Regions from separate parts of the Anser cygnoides genome. Here region 2 is linked to region 1. Evidence: chromatin contacts called from public Hi-C data. All regions are on one chromosome and are shown on one strand. The core of a region is the stretch at or near the end of the contact, and the rest is flanking DNA. Distances in the headings are between cores, read along the strand shown. Region 1 has its middle 33 kb from the start of ATP1A1. Region 2 overlaps CD58 (CD58 molecule).

What was found. Hi-C and Micro-C count contacts between places; a contact is called where the count stands out from the background.
Region 2: a contact with region 1 is called in a Hi-C map of liver, with 2.1 times the contacts expected there. The contact joins two enhancer-like sites. A contact is called at or near these places in 4 of 7 Hi-C or Micro-C datasets (fetal liver, granulosa cells and liver).

The regions. Positions count from the first base shown.
Region 1 is chr1:99,490,237-99,496,632 of Taihu_goose_T2T_genome, reverse strand. No RefSeq gene overlaps it. Among named protein-coding and RNA genes, the nearest start is that of ATP1A1, 33 kb to the left of the region's middle. Within about 2 kb of position 3,977, at least 1 of the 3 cell types and tissues checked has open chromatin away from gene starts, as enhancers often do. A contact at or near this core is called in liver, where this site is marked.
Region 2 is chr1:99,588,980-99,595,375 of Taihu_goose_T2T_genome, reverse strand. CD58 (CD58 molecule) reads left to right here. Exons shown (of 11, transcript XM_048047674.2): 11 at 1-1,831. Among named protein-coding and RNA genes, the nearest start is that of CD58, 26 kb to the left of the region's middle. Within about 2 kb of position 2,670, at least 3 of the 3 cell types and tissues checked have open chromatin away from gene starts, as enhancers often do. A contact at or near this core is called in liver, where this site is marked.

The DNA of each region.
Region 1 (6,396 bases), core at 2,728-5,227:
GGACAAGCACTGCTGCCAGCTTCCCCCTCACCCCCTGTCTCCATGTTTTTGCCCCCAGGGGCTGGAGGAGGCTCTGGAGATGTTGCTGGGAGGAGGGATGGGGACAGCCATGTGCCACGCCGCTGGCCAGAGCCAGCCAGGGGTGCTGGTGATGCTGGTGGTGTTGGTACGTGCAGTGGCTGTGTCGGGGGATACACAGGGGGAGAGGTAAATAAAAGGCAGGCGCAGCCCTCGAAACAAGATAAAAATGAGTCAGCTCCACCAGCTGATGGCCAGGGGGGTCCTGGAAGATGTCAATGTTCCTGTCTTACTTTCTGGAAAACATCCAGCCTCGCACACATCCCCCAGTGGAAAACTACTGCAGCAGGAGTCACAACCGCGGCCAAGCCCAGCTGAGATGCCCGTGCTGGAGCAAGCTTCACGCTTGATGATCCCTGCAGGAGGGCACCCCATCTCCTGCACCTTTCCCAAGCATCCCCTGTGCCCTGCGCCTCCCCTGGGGTACCCCTAGATGCCCACCGCCTCCTCCACTGCTTTATCCTCCTCTGCCAAGGCAGTGCATGGCTGCAGACCAGCCCACAGAGCCCACCTGCACTGAAGGCAGCAGGGCTTGGTCCTTTCCCTTTGCTGGGGGGCTAATTTAAGGGCGGTTGGCTGCTTCCCCCTCCCCATCCCACAGCACTCCTGGTGTTCGTGGGGTTTAGTGACAGCAGGGAAGCATCATGCATGTTGCAGCCTGGACACATCAGCCGGTAGGCAGCTGGGATTTTCAGCCTACTTTTGATCTTTCTTCACCTATGATTACCTGTACCCGCTCCTTGTTTCTTGATATCTAATCACGTATCCTCAGATGACCGTGTTCAGGCCAAAAGCCTGGCGCGTGGACCGAGACGCAACCAAGGGCACACCACGGTCTTCATCACGGGTCAGGAGATAAGCATTCCTCCCTTAATGAGGGCATCGTACACCTGGCACGGCAATGCCCATCCCCGGGAACAACAGAGCCTTTCACTCCACGTGCTGGCACGGTCGCAGCAGCCGTAGGATGGAGGGGAAAAAGGCAGTTTAATCAGCTCAGGGCCTCCAGCTGCAGGAGGATGGAGGGGTACGGCTGCCCCTTGGGCTTTGCTGAAGGCAAAGCAGGATTCGGGTGGGGACAGCGGTGCTTCTCCTCCGGTGGCTGCTGGGGTGAGCCCATCCCTGGGGAAAAAGGGCAGCATCAGCTCTACCTGCTGCCTGGGAGGCAAAGTCCCCAGGGACAGGAGCCAAGCCTTTCCTGAACGCATCTGGCCATGATGAATTACTGAGAGCAGGGATCTTGAGGCTGTAGGTGGGGCGGAGAGGTTTACAGGTGGCTGGCATCCCGAGCCTCTGACGGAGAATCACCCCTGTTTGCTGCAGCACAGTTATTCAGCTGTGGAGGAGCACAAGCAGCTGCGGTGAATGCTTGCACCCCGAGGAATTACTATTCTTGGTAGTCTGCTGCAGCCTTTGGGAGCACTACAGTGAACCTGTGATGAGCAGATAACCCCCAGCCACCCTGTTCTCCAAGAATATCCACAGTCCAGCCTTTGCCCTTGCTGGGTGAGCCCCACACAGCCTTTCCCTGCCTCATCAGAGCAGGGAGGTGGATTTTTTCCTTCTTCCCTCGCTATGCCCATCATCCTTTTCCCTTGCAGACAGGCTGTGGAGCAGGAACCCATGGTCACCCCATGTTGGGCCACACACTCAGACTCTGCTGGGATTGCACTGGAAATGTGGGCACTGGGTTCCTGACACCCCAGTCACCCATCTGATGTTAGCTGCCAAAGTCCATCACACCGAGCTTTGCAGCCAGAAGGTGGGCATAGTGCTCCCACTGGGAAGGTGACCGTGGTCCCCAGCATCAGCCGGACCCACTTTGCTGCCAGAATGAGACCAATGGGACAGGTCATGTCCCTGATCCCACCTCTACAGCCCTCTATAGCTTTTGATGCCCATCACCCCATGCCACATGCTCCTTGTCAGGCTCTCACCAAACTATAGGCAGGAGATCCAATGTTGCCAGGAGCCATGCCAGAATAAGAAAAAAGAGGATGTTTTCCCTGTGAAACGGGGTGCCCAGCACCCTGTGTGTCCCTTGGGAACCCTAAGTAAGCCCAGCGTGTGACACCGAGCCATGGGGACACGCCATGGCCGGGCACTGCACTTGAGGGACTCACACGCAGCGGAGAGTGCAACGTTTTGTCTGTGAAACCTGGTCTCTGTGTAAGCAATGAGCAAACCCTCAGATGCCTTGGAACCAGACTTCTTCCCACCCTCCTGCTTCCACGTGACTGGGATCAGTATAAAAGCCATCTGCAGTTTCCAAGCCTCCTGAATTTGCCAAAATTGGTCTGGATTTGTGGAAACTGGCTTCCCGATGAGACCTCGGGCACTTCCTGCTTCAAACACCAAGCCTAAAACAACACAGCAGTGCTTGCTCTTCCAAGTTTTGGTATGGCTCTTTTAGTCCCGCACGGAGCCACAAGTTACAAAACTCATTGATTTTGAAATCTTTAACGTCAGATGTCTTGGCTTCCTACAGGCTGCTCCGGCTGAGCATTGCAATGTCACTGGGTACAGGGAAAAATTTGGGCAGTGGATGCCTCAAAGAAATGTCAGCTTCTGGTCGCTGACACCAGCGCCAGGTGATCCTGTGCTATTAAACAGCTCCCTGAGGTCAAAGGCAGGCAGATTAATGTCGAGCAGGCATGAGAGCTGTTGTCCCCTCTGGTGGGGATCGCTGAGAAACCCTTTTTGGGACCTGGAGAGCAGGAAAGTGCATTACAGCTGACCACGCTGCTGCGTTGGGTCAATGAAGCCTTTGTTCAAAGACCTTGTAATCCAATATAAGGGGAACAAGAAAGATGAAATCATCAGGGTGGAGAGGAAGCCAAGGGCTGGAGGAAAGTGTGATGTGTACCAGAGCTGCAGGGACTGAGGCTCTCTATTCCTAATTAACAGACTCGCTTGTCTCATTTTCTGCCCAAACCACCCTATTAGCCTGTTAAATACAGAAGCCCCCCCCCCGTGCCGTGTACGCAGCCATCCTGGCACCACCAGCCGTGTCGGCTGCCTTGCCACAGGTTGTATTTTCAGAACTGCTTGATGGATGCATTAACAGCTTCCTTTTTATTGCCAGCTCTTCAGCTTTTGTAGAAAAAAATAAAAAAAAAAAATCATATGTGAGGCACCAAAGTGTCAGGAAAATGGCTAAAAAAATCACGACTTTTAAAAAGTTTTTTTTTTTTAGGTTTTTTTTTGCTGCTTAGTTTCAGAAATGTGAGGCTTCTAGGCTCATTTTTTCAACCCCCCCCCCCCCCCCCTTCTTACTCCCCCAAATGTATTTTAAATGAAAATGTGGTGGTTTTGGTAATTATATGGCTGGGAGATCTGGGGCTTGGCTGGAGCAACAGCAACAGGCACCTGCGCAGGGACCATCAGGTTTCGGTCATATCGAAGGTGAGCAGCAAGGTCTGTCCCTCTCTGCTTAGGGCTTGGAGAAGTGATATTTAATATGAAAAACATGGAAGCAATTTACATGTATTTATGACTGCTGATAGAGGTTTGATGTACAAAAGAGTATAAATCACATAGTTTGTTTGGAGAAATGATCGTTATCGAGAGGGAACGGAGGGCAATAGCCCAGATTTACAATTTTCCCTGTAGGTAACACAAACAAAACCCCAGCGGGGAGCAGAAGGAGGTGCAAACCGAGGGGAACACAGCAAACGGTACACATGCTGCTGGAGATGGGACGGAGGCAATTAAAAGGTGCGGCTTGCTCTATCACCTTGCAGAGCTGCAGCGAAGCAGCAATTCAGCCAGGAGTCTCCCGTTCCACATTTCCCGTAGTGGAAACCCAACCCCCCGAAGGACAGGGAGGGATTATTTTCGCCTGGCTGCCAGTGGCAAGCCTCCAGCCGTGCTGCAGCTCGGGAGGCACGCTGGTTTGATGCCGCGTGGCTGCTGCAGCACAGCTCCAGCCCCTGACCCTGGTCCCACCCGGGTGGATTTGGCTGCAGCCACGCTCCCACCGGCGACGGAGCCGAGATGGCTCCTTGCACTTTGCATACGCCTGCCGGGGCCGCAGTGAGTCAGCCTCCCTCTGCCTCGGCGACGCCTGTTGTTCTCAGGAAACGCGGGGTGACGTGACTCATTTTGTCACATCGGTGCAAGGCCAAGCGCTTTGGCTGGCTCAGCTGCCGGTGCCGCACCGACCATCCTCACCGTGAGCATCCCCTGCAACCCCTATACCTGCACCTGGAAGCACCTGGCCAGGCCATGGAGCTGTGCCACGGGGCACAAGAGGTGTTCCCCCCTTTCTGGCTGCCATCCAAGCCCCGGGGGTCGCTGCAGCCCCGGTGCTGTGCCTGAGGATTCGCACGGACAGCCCTCCGTGCTCTTTGTGCCCTGGGGAGCACTGCCGGGCACGTGGGCTCCAAAAGTCACTTAGCCAGGGCTGGGCTGAGCTGCTGACACAGGGCCTGCCCTGGCTCAGCAATTAATTTGGATGCAAGTGGCGTTTGAATGTTAATTGTTCTGCCTAAGTAACACCATGTGTGGAAGAAGAAGAGCGAGCGCTTTTCCCCTACTCTGGAATAACTCCATTTATAGGCACGCTCTCTGAGGCAGATGAGGCTTCACACAGCATCGCCCCAAATTGGTCTGAGTGCTGTGTGGGGCCAGCTGAGCCTGGGGGTGCTTGGGGGGCAGGATCACCCTGCCAAGACGTGCAGGGTCCCCCCCCAGCCACCCTCACAACCGAGATTCGTCTGGGCTGGGGCATCATCGCTTCCCCCTGTGCTGCTGGCTGGGCGCGGGGAGGAATTTGGACCCCGTGGATCTGGTTACGAGCACACGGCATTAAGGAGGCACAAAGCAGACAAGTCAGTGCCAGCAAGCCTCATCGGCCAGCTGAAAAGTCTGGCGTTTGGATGACCGACGGAGGCTGAAGTGCCTGGCTGCGTCCAGACCCCGTGCTGGCTGGGGGGCTGCAAGCTGGAGCCTGCAGCGTGCTCTGGGGAGGGGGGAGCAGAAAGTGCCTCCCCCCGCTCATCTGCAGTTTTGAAAGCTCTTCTGGAGAGAAGGAACAGGGGGGAGCTGGGTAAAAGGCTGCTGAGAAATATTTCAGTTTCCAGCATAACTTGAGTCATTTGGAACGGAAAGTTTCCATTGCCCAATAAATCTAACACACTCATTTAAAGGAAAAAAAAACACACAGGAAGACAATTTTGGTGCTGGCTTGAGGTGGTTTCAGGGCTTGAGGAAGAGAACAGCGCAGGGCAGGTGCTGGGGCACACCACCCAGCAGGTACATCTTGTTCCTGGCCGAGGAGGTGCACAGGCAGCACGGGGGGCAGGGGACACCAGGTATGTGTGCCACAGAGGGAGAGCCTGCTTGCTCATGCTGGCAGAGCTCACAGAGAGGAAAATGCAGGCTTGGACCAGAGCAGGTGAGGAAAGAAAAAAAACAATCAACCAACCAAAAAAAAAAAAAAACCCGAACCACACAGCTTTGCATGACATTATAATGCATGAGGAACTTTTCAGGAGGTAAACACTGGTTTGCACTAAACATGAGGGCACTGTCACCGTGTTTCTGGGCAGATAGATGGCAGTCCAGAGACTTGTATAGCTGTCTGCACAGGTTGGAGAAACAAAATTCCTGCTAATACGGCTCGTTCTGGTCCATCTGAGAAATACCATGCTTGCAGTCACTGCCCTGCTACAGGACAGTGGGGGCCTGGCAGCAGCAGAGATGATGCTCCCCTCATGACCAACTTGCATGTAGAGCCAGAAACCAGCAAAAAATATTTACATCCAAGGCACAAGAAACGCTAGAGGTTGTGCAGACAGAGCCCTGCAACTGGATAAGAGACGGATTTGTAAACACCAAGCAGGATTTAAACAAACAAAGCAAGCAAGAAAGAAACCCATATCCATTAAGAATATCAAATAACAGCAGGGAGAAGAGCAGAGCAGCGTCACAAACAACAGTGGCAGCTTTTCTGAGGAGCAGCCACGGGCGGAGAGATGGCTTCTCAGCTCAGCACAGGCTAAGCAAGCAGCAAGGCCAGCGGGACAGAGGGCTGGGAGAGCTGGGCCCGGGTCTGCCTCTCCCACCCTCTGCATGTCACCTTGGATGAGCCACTTGCTGCCTTTCTGCACCATGCAGAGACACAAGCAATGCTGACAACCACAGTCACACCTCCCTTTCCCCCAGCCAACGATGCACAGCACTGCCTGTGCCAAATGGCCATGCTCAGCAGGACAAACTACAGCTTAAATGTCCTAGCAAATGTTTAGCAAACCCGCCTCGTGTCCTAGCCAGTCTTTGCAGGCTCTCAGAGGTGGGCTGGTGCTTGCAGCGTGT
Region 2 (6,396 bases), core at 1,421-3,920, 100 kb before region 1:
GGTGATCTCCAGAGGTCCCTTCTAACCCCAGCCATTTTGTGATTCTGTGAAGTCTAGTTATTTCATCGTCATAGAAGGCAGTCAGGTAGGTTAGGCATGACTTACCCTTGGCAAATATAAACTGACTCTTCCCAGCTCATTTTTCTTCACAAGCCCAGAAATGTGTCCCAAAAGAACCAGCTACGTGGTTCTCCCAGGGCTGCAAAGGAGACTGTAGGTTTCTAGGTTGACCTTTTGGACCATTTTAAGATGGATGCAACGATTTCATTTTTTTTTTTAGTTGTCAGGGGCTTCCCCAATAGCCATGGCCTGTGATGATAACACTTTCAGAGTGACGTCAGCCAGCTCTCACAGCACCCTTGAGCATCCTGTGGACTAGTATGGATCAAGTTCTCAGGTAATCCCTGACTGATGGTAGTTTTTCCTGAACTCTTTGACTAAGCTCAGAGCCTATGAGATCTTGTTAATGAAGACGAGGCAAGAGAGGTATTAACTAAGTCTTCCATGTCCAATATCCCTAAATCACCTACCTAATTCAGGAATGGGCCCACACTTTCCTTGTTTGTTTGATTACAGTTAATATAGCAGCAGATCCTGCACTTGTTGATGTCCTTTGAAAGTCTCAGATATAGTTGAGTTTTGGCTTTCCTGAAAGCATCCTTACCTGAACCATCAGTGTTCCTAAATTCTGTCTCCATATATATACACATATGTGTGTGTGTGTGTATATATATATATATATAATTTTTGGTGCCAAATCTGTGTCAGGAGTTGCCTGCTTAGCAAAGCTGATCTTTCAATTTGCCTGCCTATTTTCCTGACCCTCTGGACAGGCTGTGCTCATGCTTGGAGAAAGTCTTTGTTAAAGACCTTCAGGCTTTCTTGAGTTCTTTCAGTCTTCAGTGCTGTCTCTGAGATCCTGCCTACCAGCTGCCTGAAATTTGCTGTAATGTCATAGTCTGTAAACTTGCACAGAAGACTAGTTCTTCCTACTTGCTTTCCATGCTGCATACATTTGTGATGTGCCTTTGAGATGGGCCTCCTTTTGCCCCTTCTTTTCATTTTTTTTCTTCTAAGGTTCCAGTCACCCTGTATCTTTTACTTTGGACCCTTGTCTAGTACTACCTAACTGTGGGTTGTGGGCTCCCTTGCCATCATTCATATTTCAGAGCTTTCCTCATGAAGTTGGCCAGCCTGTTGACAAAAATGTTTGTTTGTTGACAAGCTCTGCAGGACTTCTAAGCTCCTCCTGTGTGCTTTTGCTGGTACTGAAACCTAATTAATAGTTACTAACAGTATGAGGAGGATCTATGATCACCAAGCTGAATGGTGCAGTTGATACAACAGAAGGAAGGGATGCTATCCAAAGGGACCTCAACAAGCTTGAGAACCTAATATGGTTCAACAAGCCCAAATGCAAGGTGCTGTAACTGGGTCGTGGCAATCCCAGACATGAGGACAGACTGGGAGAAGAACTCATTGAGAGCAGCCCTGCAGAGGACTGGAGAGTGCTGGTGGATGAAAAGCTTCACAAAGATGGTCAGAGGGCTGGAGCACCTCTCCTATGGAGAAAGGCTGAGAGAGCTGGGGATGTTCAACCTGGAAGGCTCTGAGGAGACCTCCTTGAAACCTTTCAGTACTTAATGAGGGCTTATAAAAACAGATGGAGAGCGACATCTTACTCAGGCAGATAATGACAGGACAAGGGGGAATGGTTTTAAACTACAAGAGGGGAGATTTAGATTAAAGGTTAGATCTGGGCCATCTTTTACTGCTGACTGTAAATATGTTTTTATAATTTATTAAAAAAAATGTATAACGATGTAAAATATTCCAGTGTCTTTTGTGATGTATACGTACACGTTTTATTTAATCTTAAAAGTCAGTAAGTGATTCCCAAAAGTTCTTTAATCCAAAGCACTTTATTTATTTATTTAAGTCACAGCTCCTGAGCCAAACATTCTTCTCCACTGCACCTTCAACAGGTTTACAGGATGATGCTGTCTGCTTAGATGCTTTTTAACAAGTTTTCAGGCGAAGATGTCCTCTGTCATGTATGTGGTGTCAAGGGCAGGCATACAGCTTGTTTCCTGCTTGGCTTTCTTTCTGTTGTTATTAATATGAGAAATAATGCTCCAAAAAAGTTTGAAGGGACTGGTAGAAATTCCTCCCAGAAAATAAACCAGTTCGTGTAATACACTCCGTTTAGCCTGTGCATTTTAATACCAAGCAGCACACGAAAGTCTTAAAGGGTGTGGTTTTGAAAATTCCTTGGTACCTCGTATCATCCACTTTGTTTCCAAAGCAAGGAGTGACAGCCTAGTGAACAGTTTTAGCTAATTAACCACAGTTGCCAGAGAAGAGTTCAGCGTAATTCTGGGAACTTCGGAGCTTTATCAGAAGCACAGAAAACAGCTGCTCTCACAGGCAGATTTAAGACCAAGAGCTCCAGCCTCTGCCAGCTTTCTCCCACTCACTTTGCACAGTGCCTCTCTTTGAATGTCTCTGCAAAAATGAATGAAGAAGAAACTTTTTTTTTTCCAGTGAAAAAGTTACGCCTAAACTTATCTTGCAATTAATACAAAAATGGGCAGCTTGCAATAGCAAAGACTAGAAACTCACTCAAGCTGCAAACAGTTGCTGGGGTATGACTCAAGTCCAGGAAGTGCTGACAGCATGCCAGGAAGCAAGCCTGACCTCTCACCTCATTGTGTCCCCACCCCATGCTGGTGCTGAGATATGACTGCTGCCAATAGAAACTGATAGTAGAAGCTGCTGACGAATGCTTGTGCTCACAAGAAGCATTACAACTGATGCCTTGGTCCCGACTCTCCTTTTCTTTATCCTAGCTTCAACCTGTGGAAACAGTGCCTGCAGGAGACGTTGCTCCTCATTTATCCCAGAATAAATGACATCAGAGCTTGTGTGCTGGTGTAGAACTGATATTGTGAATTTGGGGTATCGAAACAGCAGTTGTCGAGGCAACTTTGTGGTGCGCTGGTGTGCACAAACTAGCTTGCAGTTGTTTGCAAACATCCTGTTCAACCAGCAACCCCTCTGCTGGTCGAAAAATTACACCATCCTTGATTCATCATTGCCTGTACAACTGCTATAGAAGCACTCTTGGACTGATTACAGCATGAAAGCAGCCATGTGAGTTAACAGGCTTCATCAGTGCCTGGCAGCCAGCTTTGCATCGAACTCTGCAGGCAGAGCTGAGGACTGTGGCTTCCAGGAGCAGGACTGCAGCAAAAGCTAGAGATAGCAGGAACCAGGGGCTGGTAACACCTGCCAGGCTGTGAGGATGTGATGAGCACCGTCTGTGTCACACTGCTACTGGGACATACGTTTGCAACACTCTTCAAGCAGCAGCAGGTTAATTTACTAACATCCAAAGCAGCAAGGGGGAGGTGAGTTTGTGTGCTCCTGCTGTCTCTGGATGCATTTTGAACTGCTGCATGGGTACAAGTGCATGAAATATTTCTATGGGTCCTGATGGGCACGTGAACAAAATTCTAGGGAGCAACTCAAGGGGTCTTTCCTCCTTGAAAGGAGTAGAACTGACCATGTGCACTACTGTGACTCAAGCAGTGCAGACGTGGGAGAAATCAGTGGATCTGATGCCCAAGGATGTAACTGAGTTTCTGCTTAGTAAAGTTATTATATGACCCAAATAATGAAACTGCTGCTTCATCTCTGTTGGAAGTCTGAGGAAGGACCTGTGAGTCCCAAAACATATTTTTTCTAGCAGCTAGAGATGCAAACCGTCTCTCTCTGCTTAGAAAATTCATACCTATCCTTATAAATCTCAAAGTTCTTTCCCATTTAGTCTTTTCTCCAGTCTTCTTTAATATCTGGTAGTGCTTATTTGCCATTCCCCTCCACTGAGGGATTCAGCGTTCCTCAAGTATGCGTTTTTGAGCCTCCTTTTGTCCTTGTTTGGTTCTTGGTGGCATGGGAGAGAAGAGTGGAGAGTTGGACCAGGAAGATGGAAAAGAGAGGAACTGAGTGGTAAATGGTAAGTGGGGGTAAGAATAAATAAAGTTCAAAAAGCTCTGCAAAACAGAGTATTTTTCAGGGCTCCAAAGATAAATTAATCTCCAAATCATCTCTTGAAATTCTTACCTTGTGCTGCAATAGGCCGTGCCCTGCACTCCTGGCAATAGGAGCCATGCCTTCCACTGATACTGACATTTCCCTGCTAGTGCTGGCTGAGAATTACATATTTTGACATTTCACTTCAGTTGGAGTTCTCAGTTTTAAGTGAATATTAAGCTAAATAGCTAATATTACTAAACTGATCGAGGAAAGTCATTGGTGGTGATGGCAGCTGTCAATCAGGCCAGAGAGAGAGCATAAAGGTTCGGTTCTGTTCTGTTCTATTCTATTCTATTCTATTCTATTCTCATTCATGAGCTGTAGGAAGAAGGTTCCCACCCACTTACTTACTCAGATAAGGGGCATTTGGGGAGTGTGGGGGTGGCTTACCCTGTGGGATATTTTATTGTTCATGTATTCAAGGCCTGATAGGTTTTTTTTTGTTTTTTTTTCTTTTTTCTTTCTTTCTGTTGTTGGCTTTGTTTTCCTAGAGAAATTAGAAATTGGCTTATACACGACATTTTTTTTTGTCTTTAGATCAGCAGGAGGGGCCTGGACCCTTGGAGAAAGTGATCTCAACAGTGTAATCGTGATTCAGGGTAATGCAAGGACCAGGAGGCAGGATGAGCCAAAGCCTGGTCCTGAGGAGAAGAAAGCTGTAAAGAATTGGCTGTGGGACTTTGCGGCTGAAGGCCTTTATGGATAAAGGCCAGCTTACGGGGTGGGGGACCTTTCCTTGTCAAAAAACATGACCCAGGAATGCTGTGGATTGCGTTTCTCATTACACATAGACTGCTATGGGGCACGTGCTTGTGTGTCAGGCTCTGGGAACCCTTCCACTTCCCATCTCCACCACTTTTTCCTTCACCCTCCTACAGCAGGAGCGGATCAGCGGAGTTTTGTTGCTCAATGTCCTCGCACAGCCACTGAGTTACATCTGCTCCAAAGCTTGCCAGCATCCCCAGGAAAGACTCTTGTTGGCTTCCAGTCAGCGTGGAGCTGACTGGTGGTGCCTGTGGCCAACCTAGCAGGGAAAAAGGTCACAGGAAATAATGCCTAATTTGGGACCGCTGTCAAACGATCCCTGAATATGCCAGTGTATGGAATGCAGACAGAATATTTACTGTTCTCTGACTCCATCACAGCTCTGAATCACGAGTTTTGCTCAGCAGTGCCAATTAAATATGAAGCTGCTGTGGTTCACCTCTGCAGTGAGTGTATCAGCCAGAACTGATTTAATATGCTTTTTGTAGTCATTGAGGTATGATAGTGGTAACAAGTGTATGGTGAATTGAAATAATCATAACTCCGTATTAATAATTCATTATTATCTGTTTGTTTTCCAGTTCTCTATTTCTAGAGACAAATAAATGTAGGCAGAAGTTCACTATAATAGCAAAATCAAACACTGAAAGATTAGAGAATGCTGAATTCAAGATTTTCTGCTTTATCTTCAATTTTTCCTCCTATACTTACTGCATTCTGAAAAAAAATAAAAAAAAAAACACTCTGCATTTACTTTGCATAGCCCCCTGGCTTTCTCTTTTAGGTATAATCCAGGCTGTACTCTAAAGTAATTCTCTCAAATGTTTTTGAGTTTTAATGTTCCCTCCACAACATCTGACCATTTCATAAACACTCTGGGTCTTACCGCTGCCCTCTAAGACAGGTGGTGGTATGGTACTCACTTTACTAATGGGAAAATTGACACACAACAGAATTATGACCAAGACTTCCAGATGTATTCACTGATTAAGGAGCATATATGACTAAGCCTTGGCTTTCCTATGTACTAAAGTGGTCTTGAGTCATCATATGCTTAAAGTAGAACTCTTTTCACTGTTAGTTGAAGCTACAAGTTAATAGATCTTTTATTTCACAAAAGGGGAAACAGGAAATGCAAAAGTAGCTTCAGGATGGTGATTCAAGTCTGAATTCTTCTTGAGTGGTACTCTGTGTGTTTAGGCAGCAGAGAAGATGGGTTTCCTTGTGCTCTTTTTGTCCCCTTCTGCTTGAAAGTGTAACCATGAGTTCAGGAGAACAGTTGTGTTTAAAATGAGCTGTACAAGCTGGTGCTTTCACTTGTTAAGTAGACACCAGTGGTGTCTGGAAACCTTGTGCTCCATGTGTGTGCAAATCTTTATGTTCTGTATAGGTGCACATGAATGTGTGAGCATCCTTTTATTGTGCACTACTCGTACAGGAGAGGGAAGTATGCTAGAGAAGTAAATTATTAGCCTTAGTACCCCTAGCTATTGGACTGGGAAAGCTTTAAGTTACTACAGTATTTGCCAGATC